Regions from separate parts of the Anas platyrhynchos genome. Here region 1 is linked to region 2. The links are chromatin contacts, called in public Hi-C maps. All regions are on one chromosome and are shown on one strand. Each heading gives the region's core, a stretch centred on a gene start, on an enhancer-like site or on the middle of the called end of the contact. The rest is flanking DNA. Distances are from core to core; before and after follow the strand shown.

Region 1 (6,381 bases), core at 1,683-4,182, 49 kb after region 2:
AATAAATCATTGTGGAAAGTTAATTAGTATATAATAATAAAAGAGTTGGAAGGGGCTGGAATCAATGTTGAATCTGTACCTGAGTGGTGTTTTTTTAAAATATGTTCATAGTAAGTAGGAAACTGTTTTCTTCCCGTCTGTCTTTTGCTTTGGAGATGGTAGTTTCAGGGTGATAACTCCTTTGCAGTGAGGTCTTGAAGCTGTTGTGCTTTAGCTAAAACTCAGGGAGGCTACTTCATGCTTTTAGGTGAAAAATACCAATGATGGAGTTTTAGCGAAATGCTATAGATAAAGGAAACATCAGCAAGCTATTAGATTGTTCATCTAAGTAAGTGATGACAATTTTACCTCCATCCCTGCCATAAACTTACTAAAAATACATAAACATAAAAGGACTGAAATATCTTGTGAACCTGAGATACTCATTGTTTACAGGAGGTTATTAAAGACTTAAATAGGTTTAGTGAAGATTAGCTTATGGATAATGCTTATGATACCAGGAGGATCTCTCTTGTCTTTAAAGTTTCAGTGCCAAGGCTTCAAGTTGGTATGATTTGATTTATTGTTAGCAAGATTCCAGAAAAAAAAAAGCACAGGGTTGAATTTAAAGTGGAACATGGTTAAGTAAGTTAAATACCATGGCATGTTATCCTTCTGGTGGTCTCATTTGAAGAAAAATGAATAATTGGGATGGAATATTAATATAAATTTGCAGTGTTCCTACTGCATTGTAAACAGTTTTGAGTGTCCTAAAAGCTGTTTTTACCTCTCTACAGGTTTTTAGATACTTCCAAGCAAGCCATAGGGATGTTGTTCATCCACTTTGCAAACGTCTATTTATCAGACCTTACAGAAGAAGACCCTTGTTCACTGTGAGTGTTTAATTATTGAATAGTTGGTCTTTATGGAGGTTCACTGTTGAGTTTGGTGTACTTGGACAGTAATGCAAGATATATCAGAGAAACAAATTTGCATGCAAAAAGTCAGTCACTTTCAAAATACTATGTTTTAAGCTTAGTTAATCAAGGATCAGAAATCTGCTCTTTTAGGTTATGTCTGGCAGGACCTCAGAAAGCTGTTGTTTTGTTTGTTTGTTTGTTTTCTGATCTGTGTATGGGTGTTTTAGACTGAGAGTAAATTTGCTTCTTCCCCTTCAGTAACTGAATGAGGATTTAGGATGCTCATTGTAATATGAGGCTATTTACTGAAGGAGGTAAGAGATACCAGGAACCAGTGGAAGTGAATGTAAAGTTGTGTACATTGGCCTCCAGCTTCATCATTCACTGCAACAAGGCTTTAATATAAAGTCAGGTTGCTTTCAGGGATATTGAGCAAAGATTGTTCCTGCTTGTATTTTCTTCAGAAAACTGCATCAGCTACTGCAGTATCATTTTCACTTTGTTAAAAGCAGGAAATCTTGCCTGATACCGAGGCAGTTTGTGCAAAAATTAATTTTGTGATCTCACACTTGGAGCAGTGTGACTAAGTAGGTAAGCATTTCACTGTAGCATATTAAACCTGAAGAATCTATGACTAAGACCCTGTCAGGCTTTTTAGAAGAGCTGCTGAAGCAGATGACAATTGTTTGGGTTTCTTATTGATGGGGCTCATGCTCAAAGAAGCCTACGCATTTCTTGTAATAGAAACTGTAAAATTACTTCCAAAAGTCTAGTAATTTGCCCCTGAAAACCAAATGCCATTCCTTCCTTGGCAGCTGCTCACAGATGTCCTTTGGTAAACAAAGGAGTTAAATTGCTCAAGGAATATGTTTGTTGCTTTGTAAGACTAAATGTTTTATTTGCCTTATTTCTCCTTAGTTTCCCCTGTGTTCCCACATGCTATAAATGTGCCAGTAAAACACTGCTTTTCTCCTCCCAACACAAAGCATTTTGGTAGGGAAAATGCATTTATTTTAACACACTGGCTGTAGAAGTTAAGATGTAAATATGAGAGTTTCAGTAATACCAGGCATCATTGTAAGATCTTTTTGGTTACTGTTTTAAGAATTTCCTGATAATTTACAAAAGCTGACAGGTGTAAATTGCTTTTATTTCATTTCATGTATATATTTAAGCAAGCTAACCACAGCATGTTTAGAATTGTTAGCATTCAAAGTCAAAGCTTAATACTTCATTAAAACATTTTAAAAATAACTTTTTGTATTGTCTGAGTTTTTAAAATAGAAGGTTTGCTAATGTGTGTTCTCTTCTACATGTTTCCATATAGTCTACATAACTTTATTTTCAAATGCCACTTTTAACATCGATGTAGTGTGACACATAACAAAGGCACAGCTGTCATTTGCCGTTCTTAGGATAACTGTGGAGTTGGGCAGTTTCTCAGATAAGGGTGCAGGTCCTCCTTGTTGGCAGAGAAAATAGCATGCTATATCAACCAAAGCCACGTGTCCTTTGTTGGGGGAAAAATATATCTTAAAGGTTACAGGTAGGTCAAAATTCCTGAGTAAAAGCACTGTTTCTGTACGTGACTTCAAATAATAGTAATGTGAGTCAGCAAACCCAAACACGGGTAGCTTTCTGTGCTTTCCTGTTTTGTAGTGCGGGGTTTTTGTTCAGAACAAAGCCAGAAAAGGTAGTTTTAGAGAACATTGTGGTTGGAAACTGGAAGCTGCCATCCGTTACTTTGGCAATGCAACGCTCTGTGTCAGGCAGGTACGGGATAAGCCGAAAGCTGATAAACCCTCTGTTCAAACACCTGGGACAGGGCTGCTGTGCGAGGACTTTGGAATAGCCAAAGCAGCCGGCGGGGTTTGGTGGTGCAGGCTGCCAGCTGGCTGTGAGCGGCAGTGTTGGCTCAGGCCAGCTCGCAGCCACCGCTGGTGCTCGGAGCCCTCCTGCTGCCGGCAGCGCTGCCCCGGGTGCCGGCACAGCCCCTGTGCCTGGCCGGCTGGAAGCCCTCCTGCCGCGGGCTTAGAGCAGCCCCTGGTGGCCTCAAGCGGCTCCTGTAAGTGCCGGGCTTCCTCTGCCAAGCACTAAACCTTGATCTCTGCGTTCCTCAAAGAGAAAGTTCATTAAAACTATGATTTGACACAGCCGTTAGAAAATAGCTGTTTTTAGAAAGTTTGTGGCTACGTCTTTGCTGAAGCAAGGCACGGTCAATTCAGTTTTATTCTTGAGCTGCTGCTTGAACGAGATTTTGAGGATCGAAGCAGCTCCTCCTTTACTGCTCTGATTGCACATACTGTGTATTTGCTTTCCGCTTTCTGATGTTATTTTGTCCACGTGGACTTGCCTCTGCGGCCAGCAGGAGCCCCCAGCTCTCTGATTTGTTATTTCAACAGATTCTGAAAATAGGATTCTAGATCCTATGGACTCTAGAGTTTACTGTAAGTATTTGGAATTGCCGAACAAGACTCAGTCACAGGGATTTCCAGTGTGACGTGCAGCTGGGATAACCTTCGCTGGCTCTTTCTCAGCTGCTGTTTTGTTCAGCCAAAATGGAGCAGTAGTAAACAAACCAAACTGACCTGCAAGGTGCTTTGAAGTTCAGCTGCACCATTTAATAGACCTAAGAATTAATTTGAAACCCACGGTGATCTCTGGATCTAGAGGCGAGATCCCAGGAGTTTCTTCTGAATCAATTAATAGTGCAGCCGTTGTGTGTCCTTTACACTTTATTTTTTTCCTTGGAAGGCTAGTTCTAGATTTGATTTCAGATGTTTATTAGATACAATTTGAAGTCCTAAAGCAAATCACTTCCCGCTAAACTCTGAAGTAATTTGAAATGTGGTTTTGATAGTGGCTTTGATATTTACTGTTGTTCCTTGTCAGCTCTAGTAGAGTGCTCCTTCAAGCAAGAGAGAACTCCTTGTGGGGCCTCCCCCATTAGAATGAAAGTGTTTTGGGTTGTTAGGTAGTTGTTGTGTTTTGTTTTGTTTTGTTTTTTCTTCAAATTCTGTGAGGTGTTAAGAATAAAAAAATAAATAAATTAGCTTATTCCTTTTATTCCACTGGTTTTATTCAAATGCAGTGTTTCTATGCAGAATGAACTGGAGGATGGGAAAAAGGAAATCTGTTTTTAATTTAAAGACATAAAATGAATATTGGAGTTTATACAGAGGATGCACACACAAAGTTCATGGAAATATAAGTTGAAGCTTAAGTTTAAGGTCAGAAACAGAATGTTAAGACTCCCATAAAACTTTAAATTTTACACTGTGTAGGTACAGAAGTGGGTAAATGATTAATCTCAGTGATGTGGCTTTTCAACATAAATGAATATCAATTGTGGTGTAAAAATACATGGAACTTCTGGAAATTGGACCCTTTCTCCTTGTTTTCTTTACATTTTTCCTTTCAGGTACCTTATCAACTTCTTGTTAGATGCCACATTAGGGATGCTGTTAATCTACGCTGGTATACGTGCAGTCAGCAGCATTGTGGAATGGCAGCAGTGGGAGTCCCTTCGCTTTGGTGAATATGGTAAATATTTCTATTGTTGCACTAAAATACTTTCCAAGACAGAATTTTGGCATATTTCAGCTAACAGTTCACTGACCTTTAAGTCATTACACAGTTGTTATAATGGCTACTGTAGAATTCCACTCGTCAGTAGCACTCTGTATCTTGGCATGCAAATTCTGTGTTGCAAAGTTTAACAAGTCTTTAAGCATTTAGTGAGGCTTGGAACAACTGCTTGGTTTTGTTGTTGTTAGGAGTGATTGAACAAATTACTGTACTGGCTAATCTCGGGTTAAAAAACAACAGGATAAATGTACTCTGAAACACTTTAAATAATGATAGCTGGAACATCATTTCCTATTAAAGCTTTCACTGCACCGCATGCCGTTGTCTGAAGATACGGGTTGAGCATTCTGCCAGCCCTCTTTAAAGTAAACAAGCACATATCTTTGCGAAGAGAATGTGCTTGTCCTCAAGTAGGGATCACTTGAACTCCTGCGCATGGGGCTTGTATCTGATGAAAAATGCACAAGTCTTTCTTACAGGCTAAGAAATACAGAAGTGAAATTAGCTTCATCTGAAGTTGTGGGTTTTGTTTTCTGTTAGCCACTGCAGTCTGCTGACCTGCAGAAACTGTGGATTTACAGATGCAAAAAAGCTTGATATATTATGTACACAGCATTCAATTCTGTTCAACCTAATATTTTCAGATATAAATACTAAATGTATAAATACTAAAAATTGCACTTGAAGCTCCTTGAAATGAGAATGTGGGGAGGGAGGGGTTGTCTTACAAGAGAGCTATGGCTCTTTACCAGAGAAAAAAACACACTGTAGTTTAATAACAATAATGTTTGCCTAACAAAGTAAAAGCTTTTATAGCAGTTTGATAATTAATCATTGTTTGATTTTGTGTAAGAAGGACAAAAAAAACAAACAAACAAAAACAGCCAACCAAACAAAAAACCCAAGTGGCTAACAGAATTAAGAATTAATAAAGGCCTTGTTAAAATCAAGTACTTTAAATGGTTGGGAAATTTGCAATTAAATCAAATAGCATTAATTGCTGTTTGTTTTTAATGTCAGAGGTTTAAAATATATATGCCAGGCATTTATCTATTGGGAGAAATAGCTTCCTCTACCATTAGTACATTTTTTAAAGTTAAATTAATGTCGAATGAATGTATATCTTAGGCTACAGTTTATGGCCATTAAAGCTGTTTAAATCAATGCTGCCACAACACTGTTTATCTTCTTTTTTTCCCATGTACCACTGTCCAAATGTTTTCACTCTTTTCCTTGGACTGGTGCTCATCTCACTCTTTAGGGAACTGATGCAGTGAGCTAAACTGTCAGAAAATTTGCCATATGTAGAAAAGTAAATAGTTTCTCCAGATCACTCCCCAGACTTAGGTTTCTAAGGGGTTAGGTAAGCACCAATGCTCAGGGAAGGTTAAAGGGCCGAGACACTGCTGAACTTACCTTCTGACAGCTTTGAGACCTGCTGCTCAAAATCCCCTTTTATGATTGTTGACTTGGCTTGAAACTCTTTGAAATGTTTTCATAGCTTTTACCCCATGTAAAATCGGCTTTCTGCTCAGAGCAAAATTTATTCTGTATCTGTTACCATTACAGGCAGGTAGTCATAATCATGTTAAATATTAGAGGTTTTTGTTTTGTTTTGTTTTGTTCCTCTCATAGCATTGTTTTTTCTTGTGAGAGCTCCCTTCTCCCATTTTAATTTCCTTTCACAAATAAGTAGTCTCAATGGATGGGAGGATGTGGGGACTCCCCTGCAATTGTTTCCATCTCTTACTGACTTCTAAATGAACCCATTTTTATTTTAGCTAGGCATCTGTTGCTGCATTAGCTAAGCTTTTAAGATCCACAGCTGAATTCGTTACTTATGTCGAAGTGGGCTGGGACTGATCCTTCACTTTCATTTTGGAGAATCATTCAT
Region 2 (6,337 bases), core at 40-2,539:
GAGTAATGAGAAATGTGGAATTTCTTTTTTTTATTATTGGTTGTCGTCATCTTGTTTGTACATAGCACAGGATAATCCCATCCTCATGTACTGGAAGTTAAGGGGTCCCTTGTTGTTTCTGCACCAGAGGATAAGCTTGATTTTTCTCATGAAGACTGAACTGGCCAGCATCTTCTCTTTGGGGATTTCTACTAGTCAACTGCTGTAGAGTAGCTGCGCTTCAGAGAATGGTGCTGTATAGTTCTTGAATAGCAGAATTCAGATGTGCTCTCAGAGGAAGTTTTAATGATGGTTCTCGAGGAGGCCAAGGAGAAAACAATATCTCTGTTGAACACTTGACTTTAATAGTTAGAAAACTGATGAGGATTGCAAGGCTTAGTGAATGGGATGAAGTCTAGATAAGCCCTTGGATGCTTTAAGTCTTTTGTTGGTAAACTTCAGAACTGCACTGTCCCATTGGATGATAATTGAAGTGTGGCTTGCTGTACTAGGACATCAGGGAAAGCGAGCTGCAAAATATTAAAGAATCTATTAAAATACAGCAGTTGTGTTATGAGCAAAGATCCACAGTAAATGTAGGCTCTGCAGAGACCCTTCCATACACTATAATTTTAAGTTCTTTGCTGAGTATAAGCTTTCAGGTGTCACGTTTGTGGAGGGGAGAGACCTTACAATTGTTTTTGTTTCTTAGTTTACGAATGTTCTAGCAGGAGCAAGCTTACTCAGCAGTGATGCTTGCACAGCCCACATTGAGGAGTGGCATCAAGTTGGAGCAGTGGCCTTTTGTAGCAGCAGCGAGAGGTGCTGCCTGCCTGCTCCTTTGGTGTGCCTTGCCTTGCTTGATCTCCATTAAGAGAAGCCTGCTCACAGCTCAGACATTATACAAACAAATTGTGATGCCAGCCTTTTAGTAGTGGCCAGCTGAATTAACGTGACAGCTCGGTTTTGTTAATCAGCAGGAGACCACCTTGGGTGACTTTGGTACCCCTGCACGCCACCCTTTGCCCTCTCAGCCTGGCCAAACAAGAGGTCTGACCACTGTGGCTGTGGTCAATACAATTAGGTTAAAAAAAAAATCCATTTTTAAATTATTTAAATTTAAATCAATACAATTAGGTTAAAAAAAAAATCCGTTTTTAATTGTCATTATGCCTTACATGTGTAGAACACCGCAGGGCTTTGCTTGTCTAAGCGATAACCGCTGGGGAGAGTGCTTTAGGGAGCGAGTGTGGACAAAGCAGTGTCACCCAGTCCTTTCTGCTGCCTTGGGTGCCCTCTTGTGGGCAAATCCAAGGAGGAGCAGAGCTGGGCTGGTCCGGCTTCGTGCCCGCACACGGATGCAGGCAGGAGAGCTGCAGGGGACACGTGGAGGAGCAGGGAAATAGATGGCTGCGGGTTAAAGCAGAAGGGGAACTGTCATCAGGCGCTGGTGAGCAGAGTTCCCCTAGAATTTGTCCAGAGGCCAGTTTTGATGTTCTCCATAATATGATTGGCAAAAAGAAAATTGTTTTAAGTTAATGCTGACACAGAACTGACAAGCAGGGAAGGGAGGGTATTTACAGCAGTCACATCCCCTAGATCTTGCTGTTAATAGAAATTCAATGGTGCAAGGAAACGTTTTCAGCATTTCTGCTGTAAAAGTGTTAGTGTAGTTCCAGGATACATCAGGGGAGAGATTTTCAGCAGAGGGCATCCAGGCACTGATGTCTCTGCTAGAGACTGGTGGTCCTCGCAGCTCGGTCTGTGCAGTGCGTGTTGCTTGGCGTGAAGAACAGATTTGTATAATCTAGATTCAGGAGAGCTGGGAGGGAGCTTTTGTGCTCTCAGAAAAGCAGAGTAGGAAAAAAATAAGTTGAAGAATAATGCTGGCACAAGAGAAAAAGGTGTAGCATCAACCAAAATTAAATTTTAAATGGAAGCTTAAGGTTTTTGTTTGGTTCTTTTGAAATGCTGGAATAGTGAGACTGTGACTGGCCTTCCACTATGAGCAGTGGATGAGAAATGCCTCGCCCACATCGTAGGGAGAGTACATGCACAAGTCAGGAAAACATAACCCATAATAACCCAGCCTGTGTTAGCAAAGAACTAGTCTTGCAAATGGGAGCTTATATTAATTTTGAATGTTCTGCTGTTGCTATGAGCAAGACACATTGCAAAATGTATGCTGCTTTCTCAAATCAAACATGGTCTAATGTTTAATTTGTTTGCGCTTTAAAAATTAAACAATACTGAGATCCAAGGGATTGTTTTGCTTACAATCTAGTAGGAGGCAGAGTTTAGGAACCCAGAGTTGCAGTGGATGCCAGTGCTGTTATCCCACCCTATGTCTAAGTAAACTTTCTTTGGAACCGTTTAATGCTCTACTTGAATGCCCTTCTTCAACTTGTATGTGTGTGCAAATATGTATTACAAAACAAGTTAGTGCTCAGCATTATCTGAGGATATGTGCTTGCTGTGTATTCTTGCATGCTTTTAATAACATTTTCTCTGTTCTTTAGCATTCGCTTCCCGAGCCAAATCAGATTTCCTTGGTCCAAGCTTGCACAAAGGGCCACAAAGTAGGGGTGGTACTTGATGGGAAAGAGGGGCTGGGGATCAGGGTGCCTAAGCTGAGCTGTCGCCAGGTGCTCGGTGGAGCTCTCAGCTTGCCAGATGTGCAGCAGCAAGCTGCTGCTTTTGAACGCATTGCTCTGAAGAAAATGTTCACAGAGCTCCTGCACAGCATCTCCTGCTCGCCAGCTTTCCCACTAGTCCAGCCTAAAAGAAGGAAGTTACGTGCTTTAAACCTCTGTGGTGTCGTCTTGCCCAGCTGCCAGAAGAGGGTGCTAACTTCTTGGTCTCTGCTGTATCCACCCAGAGCATACATGACAGCATTTGAAAAATGTACCTGACTTCAGGGAAAGCTGCATCTGTTGCTGCTGGTTTCCTTGAATACAGTTCTCTATGCCATGAGGCTTGGCTGAAAATTCAGGTAGAGAGAGCTGTGCAGGTTTCCCAGTTCCTTGGGCCTTGTGTTGCTCATGACCTGTCTCTTGGGAATTGAAATCCAGTCTTTAATAATACCTCTTCAGCAAGGCAATTGCCTTTTCAAAGAGATTACCTCTGTAATACTGCTTCAGAAAGACTGCAGGTATTGAGTCCCGCTGATTTGTTTTTATGAAGGGGATTCTCTAAGTGAGGGTTATCAACCTAAAGGATGTGAACAGTTAACAACAGAGGCATATGCTTTTCGTTCTGATGTTGTTCTTAGTTTTATTTTTAGCAAACCAGTATGTGCTGGCTGATGAGACTATAATAGCTGTGGCAGTTACTGAACCGTCAGCACAGAACTGGTAATAAATAACCCAGAAAACATCTACCACATCTGCATCGTACTGAAAGCCTTCCTTGCAGTTAATTCAAAGAGGAAATGGAACTTGGGACCATTAAAGAAAGAAAAAGCCAGTTACATTTGGCCGAGAGCAGGGAATTGACATGTTAGTTGTTTAATAAAGACTGAGGCTACGACGTTAAGTGTAGCTTGGAAATACTTCATAGTGGGAGCAGGGCAGGATCCTTCTGTCCTTGCAGGAGTCTTTGAGCTGGCGGAAACTAGGAATGCAAGGAACTTGATGTTTTGCCTTCCCTTCTGAAGTTCACATCTCAATATCTGAGTACCATGCAGTTGGATTCCTCTCCTTCACACAGCACATGCACAGCGTGTATACGCTATTTGGCACTCAGCTATTGCCAAGACGTAAGCTTGCTGAAAAACTGCACACCGTTTTTGTTAATCTGTGCAATTCATGTAACTGTGTCACACACAGGATTATTTAGATTCTTTAACAGAGATATTAAAAGTCCTTGTTCTGCAATTTCTGCAGGTTTATGCCTTCTTAAACAAGCACAGTATCAGAGATTAGCGGCATCACTAAAAAGCAGGTGTATATACTTTAAGTAGGCTCTCTGTCCAAAGAGGTCGGAAGCAAAAGTTTAACACAGAAAGTCAAGGTTGTGCTGCTGAGTTTGACTTTTAGCCCTGTCTAGCTGGACAGCCCAGCTGTGAGTTGGAAAGCCTTTCTGTGATGGGGGAGGTACTGTCTGGGACAGGAAGATGCATTGCAAGGTATTAATTGAAGGTTGAAAAGTACTCTGAAGTGTGGAGGAGATTTCATTAATGCTGATTCCATGCGCAGTCTAATTTGGGTCCCATAACATGATGAAGCTGTTCCTCTGAAGAGGCTGGATGGCATTTGGCTTGAGGGTTTTTGCTAATGATTATGTCTAAATTGCTCCCCCTGTTGTTCCATCAAGTTTTCTGGGAGGTGCTCAGGTGTGATGATCTTTCTCTTCAGGTGGATACAAGTTTGCAGAATGGTTTTGCCCCTGGTATGAAGCTAGAAGTAGCTGTCAAGTCCGACCAGAACACCTACTGGGTAGCCACCATCATTACTACCTGTGGGCAGCTGCTCCTGTTGCGCTACGATGGTTACGGAGAAGATCGCAAGGCTGACTTTTGGTGCGATATCATGACAGCTGATTTACACCCCATCGGCTGGTGTGAGCAAAACAAGAAGATTCTCAAAGTGCCTGAAGGTAATGCCTCCATGTGCAGAAGAGGGAGTGTGACAAGGTGGGGTTATCTGCTGTTTTTTCCCGAAATCCCATGGCTTACTCTCTCTGGATTTTGCTCTTACACCAGAGAGAGTTGTTAGCTTAATTTCAGAATTGGACTTAGATTTACACAGAGACTTGTGGTTATCTTAATCATCACCCTCCAAATCCTGCTGCTTTATCATTTCCTTTAGAGAATGTTTTTTTTGTTTTATTTCTTCTTTTGAGGTGTTACTGATGAGCATGTGGCAGCTTCTTCTGAATCACACAGCACAGTAGTGTGGTAATGTCTTGTTGCCCAAATGATATTTAACTGGCAGGAAGTATCACAGTTTTTCTTCCTCATTTTTCACTAGGTATCAAGGACAAGATACCTGACCAGGAGGAATTCCTTCAGCGAGTACTGAAAGGAGCATGCAGTGCTCCTGCTAATCTGCTGGAGGGGGTAAGTGTTTGAATGTGCTGCATCTTGGTTTTTGTCTTGCTTTTGCCTTTTGTTATTAAAGGAACTCCTATTAAGATTGTCAGTTCAATACCTGTTTTTTTTTTTTTTTTTTTTTTAGGAGACATTGTAGTATGATGCTGAACGTAGAATTCCACTCTGTAGTGTTTCCTGTTTACAGTATTTTATTTTGATAGTGTTGTGTTTAAACATATCTTTCACTGCAGGCTTGGACTGTCTGTGCTATTTATTAATTCTCTCAGAAGAAAGACCTGTTTTCAAATTCCCTTAGGTTTCAGTCTTCCTCCTATTCTGGTCCTCCTTCATATAGCTCTAGGGAAATTATCCTTTTTTTATCTGGCATTCAGGTTGTTCCCTTTCTGAGCTGACTCCTTTCACTAATTTTTTGTTTTTACTAGCAGGCAGATTATAGTTTCACCTAATCTTGTAACATTGCAAGTTAAATCATTCTCTGCAATTAGAATGATACTTGATCACTTAATTATCAATGTCTGGTAGTAAAGTGCACAAAATTTTTATCTTCGTATGCCAGATGAGTCAGTTTTTAAAAGGAATTAATTCATGTTTGCTCCAAACCTGGTATATATAAGGAATAATACTTCCGAAAGCAATAGACAGCATTTAAGTGAAACGCGTGACTGTATCTACAGGCAGTACAGGAGTTCTGATACAAGAACCAGTGATTCTAAATGCTGGTTTCTGTTGTCCTGTGTTAGTAAGGGACATGTTTTTCTTTACTTTTGTGTTGATACTTTATTTGTTCAAAATAAATGTGTATAAAGGACAGAACAAAAGTGGAAATACAGGATTTGGAAGTTGTTGTTGTTGTACAGAATAATTTCTTTTATGTTCTTGTTGTTCTCTTTCTGCAGCTTCACAGAGGGAAAAATCCATTGGATCTAATTGCACCAGGCTCCCGACTAGAACTGCAAAACTTCCGGGATTCCCTGGAAGCCTGGATTGTCAATGTGGTAGAAAATGTTGGTGGGAGACTTAAAGTGCGATACGAGGGGCTGGAGGATTCTGACAAATTTGACCAGTGGATATTCTACCTGGACCCTTTCCTTCATCAAGTAGGGTGGGCGACTCAGAATGGATATAACCTGCAGCCACCTTTAGGTACTTCAAAACTTTTATCTTTTATACAGTGAGCAATGCTTGAGAATACTCCTGCTACTTTGGTGCTCTGAATCTGCATTCTGGATGTATACGTGGTCACATAATCAGTGTGTGATCTGCCAGTATATCTAGTGGAATGTAAGTGAAAACACCAGTAAAAAG

What was found. Hi-C and Micro-C count contacts between places; a contact is called where the count stands out from the background.
Region 1: a Hi-C map of subcutaneous adipose tissue shows a contact between it and region 2, with 2.2 times the contacts expected there. The contact joins two enhancer-like sites. A contact is called at or near these places in 3 of 8 Hi-C or Micro-C datasets (F1 follicle, skeletal muscle and subcutaneous adipose tissue).

What each region holds. Positions count from the first base shown.
Region 1 is chr13:14,531,244-14,537,624 of IASCAAS_PekinDuck_T2T, forward strand. It overlaps LOC101800783 (musculoskeletal embryonic nuclear protein 1), which reads left to right. Exons shown (of 11, transcript XM_027467323.3): 3 at 777-872; 4 at 4,321-4,442. Among named protein-coding and RNA genes, the nearest start is that of NEK4, 72 kb to the right of the region's middle. Within about 2 kb of position 2,933, at least 2 of the 8 cell types and tissues checked have an H3K27ac peak or open chromatin away from gene starts, as enhancers often do. A contact at or near this core is called in subcutaneous adipose tissue, where this site is marked.
Region 2 is chr13:14,483,907-14,490,243 of IASCAAS_PekinDuck_T2T, forward strand. It overlaps SFMBT1 (Scm like with four mbt domains 1), which reads left to right. Exons shown (of 23, transcript XM_072044509.1): 5 at 4,335-4,575; 6 at 4,950-5,038; 7 at 5,929-6,175. Among named protein-coding and RNA genes, the nearest start is that of SFMBT1, 61 kb to the left of the region's middle. Within about 2 kb of position 1,290, at least 1 of the 8 cell types and tissues checked has an H3K27ac peak or open chromatin away from gene starts, as enhancers often do. A contact at or near this core is called in subcutaneous adipose tissue, where this site is marked.